Linked DNA regions of Gossypium hirsutum: region 1 is linked to region 2. The links are chromatin contacts, called in public Hi-C maps. All regions are on one chromosome and are shown on one strand. Each heading gives the region's core, a stretch centred on a gene start, on an enhancer-like site or on the middle of the called end of the contact. The rest is flanking DNA. Distances are from core to core; before and after follow the strand shown. Region 1 holds the start of LOC107916706 (triosephosphate isomerase, chloroplastic). Region 2 holds the start of LOC107894983 (F-box protein At1g67340).

Region 1 (2,700 bases), core at 150-2,649, 980 kb before region 2:
AAAATATTTTTCTTCACCAGAGTGTTTTAAATTGCATTCATAAATAATTCTTTTCACAATCCCTATGGGTACGATAACTCGACATTTACTTGTTACTTTATGACTTATTGCGATTGTATACACTTGTACATTTCCGTTGTTCCAATGAGTTAGTGTTTTAATTAGCTCTTCTACACTTCAATAATTAATATTAACTTTGGCGTGTGAATTCTACATATGTGATTTCTATATTTTACTTGATCAAGTTTATCCCGGGAATCCCAGGTTGTAGGGGCTCAGAAGCAATTAAATTTTGTGGTTGAAATGGCCAGAGAGAAACGTTTATTGTTTTTGAGCCCTAAAACTTAGGATTCCTGAGATAAATTTTTTTCCTTTTACACCCCGCCCATCCCTTATATAAACAATCATTCTTCATCCTCTACTCACCACATCTCAATCTCCTCTAAATTGTTTCTTCTTCTTGTTGCGTGTTGAAATACTCAAGTTTAAAGATTTATTTTCTCTCTCGCTTTGAGGGAGAAGTAGTTATAGTTTTAAGTTGTGTTTGGGTTCATAGTGGTGCCGTGGAGCTTGGTACCCTACAAATTTACCTGTTGTGTGAGTATGACGCCATCGTCCAAGAACACTTTGCAACTCGAGGTTCAAGTTTGTGGTGATTATACCGTCTCGGTTTGAAGTGTAACTAAGGCTTCAAGCTTACAAAGGTTATGCTGTCAAGGGATGGAGCATAAAGAGGTCGTAGTTAATTGTGCTAATGCGGGCACAACAACGAGTCTTCTCATCAAAAGAGTATGCTTCTTTATAAAACTCAAAACATAAGTGCGAGGAAAAACATATAGTATGCGGCACCAAAGGTAGTGACTTTGTTAGTATAACTTGTTACACCCCAATGTTGTCACAGGTTATAATAATGGGGTCACCCCAATACAGCATAACCTTTGTAAACTTGAAGCCTTAGTTACGCTTCAACCTCAGACCGTATAATCACTGTCAACTGGAACTTTGAGTTGTAAAGTGATCTGACTTCCCGAGTGATGGCTCCATACTCACATGGCAAATGAAATTTGTAGGTCACTCAGCTCTTCGACACTACTGTAAATTCAAACATTCTTTAAAACTATAACCAAGTCTATCTTAAACACGGACAAAAATAAATTTGCAAACTTTTAAATTTCAACCAAAAAAAATAATAATTTAAGAGGCATTTTTTTCTTTTCTCAAACACATCTTACATGACAAATTTTCACTAATGCGACACTGAAAAAGCTCCTTATAATACGTGTTTACAAAGAAAAAAATAACATAGATCATTAAAATTTTACAAAATCAACCTACTTTCTCAATTTTTTTTCTAACATATTTGAATAAATTAACATTTTTAAAAACTAGCCCCATACCAACAACCTCCTGCTGGAGCGTGCCTTTGACACTATGGAAGGCGCGTGAGTGCATATTATCTCCATTCTTGACAACCCTGCGACTTTAACACATACAATTAAACCCAGCAAAAGTTCCTCGCCTCACCTACACCCAGCACCACCGAAGAACTCAAGAAACAGCTCCGATTAGATATGTCAATGGTATCTACATATTGCCCTCACTTCAGTGGGCTTCGCCGATCATCTCCCAACTTACACAATGCACCATGTCAATCTTTCCTTCAACACTTCAGCTCTCAAGCCCGTCTCCCTTCTTCTCCCAAACCTTGCAGAGCTGTTATTGCCATGTCCGGCTCTGGGAAGGTATCCTCCACTATTTTTTTTTATGTAAATCTTTCTTCCGTTTTCAGGAAATTAAATGTATAACGTATAAGAAGACTCCTATGATGTTTTAGTTGAAACGGTAAACAATGATTTTTTCAGTCATTTTTCAACTGAATTGGTGTTTGATTGACTCGTGACAGCAATTTGAGGAGTTAAATGTAATATAGATGGATTGCTATTGAAACTAGAAAGGGTGGGATAAACTATTTAGTTTCTTTCTCCTTAGGTGCTTCTAAATGCAGTTTGACTTCTGCGGTAGTAGATTTAATAATAGTCCTTTTTTCCTCTTTCTCGGTGTTTATTAATGAATCTTTTTCCTTTTACTTGCAGTTCTTTGTTGGGGGTAACTGGAAATGTGTAAGAACCCTTTATCTCAGATATTATGTTGTCTATGTTCTCTAATCTCTATGTCCATTCTTGGTGTGCTTCCAATCTCAGTGGTTTGTGTCAAATATCATGCGTGGCTCTGTTTTATGTTTTTTAGTACCTACGTGTTACCGGACCAACACTTTTGAAGTGTTTTTTCGGTTTGGTTTTTGGTCTTCCTTTAAAGTTTATTGATGTGGAATCTTCTTCCAAGCTAATACTTGTCTCTTAAGTTTGTTGTGTCCCTAGCTGTGTAGACTTTTGCAATTTTGAATCAAGTGTTGTGTTTTCAGGTCGGTTCAGATTTCTTTTCTTTTCGCTCCCTCTCCTCATTTTAATTTTTGCCATTCTATTACTGTATATCAAAATGCTCTGTTTTTATTGTTAATTTTGTACATCTTCCAATGGATTAAACCTGTCTCTTTGTATATTGAGGTTCTTTGAGATCGCCATGCACTTAACTCATTTCGTTATTATATTTTTTTGTGTTTTTTTTCCTGTCAGTATGATTTCACACTGTAATTGTTGGGCTCTATTCGTATGCAGCAACAGTTGCCTATCTATGACATTC
Region 2 (2,700 bases), core at 109-2,608:
CCCTTGGCGACGTTTTGTCGAACGCCGTACCCGTCCTGTAGGCAGTGACCGAGCTCACGGAGGGCGTCGATGTGGCCAAGAAAAGCAGCACGAGCGCACAAGGCCACACCGGCTCTAAGATCCTTGTCGTTTTTGGAACCGCCGCTGCCATTGAATTGAATCACAGCTAAGGAGTAAAGCGCTGGCGCGTGGGAGCTAATCGCCGCCTTAGCCATAAGAGAGGCTCCACTCCCTCGATTTTCTAAGCAGTAGAAAAGAATCTGTTGCAAATCATAACAGTTAACTCGTTAGAGAATGTTTATATTATTGTTCTTGAATATAAACTTAATAAATTTTAGTAACCAAAAAAAAAGTATATAAACTTAATAAATTTTAGTAACCAAAAAAAAAGTATCGGGCAGTAAAATAAAAATATATTCTTTTTCAGAAATTCACCATGCCGAGCGTGTAACAAGCTTCAGCATTTCCGGCATCAGCGCAGTTCTTCAAGAACCTGTGAGCTGACTCCGACCAGCTTTTGGCTTTAATGGCAAACATTTTTGGAGAGGCTTTGGACAATACCAGAGGACGAACTGCTAAACTATTCAATCTCTTGCATCTGTTTAACAAACAAATAAATAAAAATTAGTAAGAAAAATAAATGAATAAAACCCAAACTTTCCCCTCAGAAACAAGCAAGTCGACGTACACAATCAAAACGTTGGCGAAATCGGAAGGGCAAGCCGCGGTAGAGCTTAGTTTGGAGAGAATAGAAATGACAAGATCATCGGGCAAAACATCAAAGAAATCTCTCTTTCCGGCAATACCCGGCGAGAGTCTTCGCCGTTTCCGGCAAGCCATATTATCACCGGCGAAATCCCTCCTTTCAAAAACTATGTCATCTAAACAAACATGGGCTCTGGGGTAAGAAATCCCTCTCCTTGTTCTCATTTCTCTCTCGTTCTCTATCACTACATCGGAAATCAATCTACCCAGATGATCTTAAAATCTGTGCATTCATCATCAGCCTTTTACTTTCTCGATCTTCTTTTCTTTCCCTTAGCGGCTCGAGAGACATAAAAACTGGAACCTTATATAAAAGAATGGGGAGACACAAACAAAGCCTTAAAAGGAAGAGATCAAATAAAAACAACAACGAGGACAGAACCGAATCAAATAAAAATATTAAATAAACAGTGAAACACCTGTTTGGTACGCTTAATTACATTCTTAACCCTGGACAGTAATAGTTTCTACGGTCAAACTCCGTTGACCCAGATCCTCTGTTTCGTCATCGGGTTTAATACTGATGAAATCAAGGGAAAAAAAAACTCTGAGCACTGTTTTTATCCCTTCTTTTTTTTTTACCTGAACTTGAAGAAGACATATGAAAGAGGTAGCTAAGAGAGGTAAAAAGAAATGGATTTACCTTATCATCTCTTATATATTTATTAATTGGTGCAGGTGAAAGAAAAATGCTTGTGGGTTTGTTTTGAAAGCGGTTAAATTTGTTGCAAGTAAAACAACTAACTTCGGTTATTTTTCTGTAATTCAGTTTTGCTATTGTTTAAAAAGAAATTAATCAACGTAATTCCGGCGCGTGAACACCGCCGACCGTTTTGGGATCTTGGTTCGAAAGTGATTGCCACGCTCTTTGGCTGCGGATGGGGGAAACCTTCCATCTTGTTTACAAACTCAGGGTTCTACGACTATAAGGAGGTCAAACGTATGAATCAGCACGAACAAATGTTCAGTTACTCTTCCTTTGTTTTATTACTTGCCCATTTATTTCCAAGTTTCTTTTTTCCGTCTTTGCCCTTTTAATTAACTAAAACAGAAGTAAAATCTCAATCTTACTTCAACCCTACCACTACTTGTTTTACTTTTACCAGTTACCCCTGAAGTTTTATAAGAGACCAAGTAATAATGGTAAAGTTTGAACGGATCCCTGTACTATAAATTTAGCAAAAAAGTAGATTTTATTATAAAATCAAGCAATTTTAATTTTACATAGTTACTTATCAACTGTGATAATTTTTGGATAAAGTTGGTTTTATGATCTATATAAATTATTTTTTTATTTTTTTAAACTATAACCATAATAATGCAATTTAAAACATGATAAATAAGTAGTTTTTAGCGTCCAAGGATATCAGCGTTTAAGATATCTCTTTACTTTATCTTTAAAAAATCACTTTACTTGCTTCAAAATTAAATCGTCACTTTTATACTAAATAGATTAATTTCTTCTTGAACTTAAAACATTCTATTAAATTTCACCTTCAATCATGTGTTTATTTTACGAGATTAGATTTTTAGTCTCATAACTCGTATGGTATTGGCAATTTATTATTTTCAAATTTGTTTAAATTAGACTTACTTTCAAAATTTTTCTCCAAAATATCGAAATAAAGCGGAAACAAACTTAAAGCGAATGAGCAACAAAAAAACTAAAAAGCCACAAAAAAATAATGCAAATAAAATGTTTAAGTAAATGCTCTCAAATATATTCAATAACTATGAATGAAATTATTACAAATGAAGTAAATATCCCTATTTATGATCAAGTTCCCTCAAATCCAACGATACAGATTGAGTTATATCAATAACTGAAGTTAGTGTCTATCTACAAAATGAGAGTCTTAAATGATTTAAACTCTATACAATATTATCCCTTAAATTTTACAATATTTACTTTTATAACTCTAATTTTACTGTAAT

Evidence for each region. Hi-C and Micro-C count contacts between places; a contact is called where the count stands out from the background.
Region 1: a Hi-C map of leaf shows a contact between it and region 2, with 1.9 times the contacts expected there. The contact joins the promoter of LOC107916706 here to the promoter of LOC107894983 in region 2. A contact is called at or near these places in 3 of 34 Hi-C or Micro-C datasets (all in leaf).

What each region holds. Positions count from the first base shown.
Region 1 is chrA01:104,147,304-104,150,003 of Gossypium_hirsutum_v2.1, reverse strand. LOC107916706 (triosephosphate isomerase, chloroplastic) reads left to right here and starts at 1,399. Exons shown (of 9, transcript XM_016846056.2): 1 at 1,399-1,742; 2 at 2,094-2,120. The coding sequence starts at 1,572.
Region 2 is chrA01:103,164,307-103,167,006 of Gossypium_hirsutum_v2.1, reverse strand. LOC107894983 (F-box protein At1g67340) reads right to left here and starts at 1,358. Exons shown (of 4, transcript XM_041112087.1): 1 at 1,185-1,358; 2 at 689-1,069; 3 at 436-598; 4 at 1-260. The coding sequence starts at 930.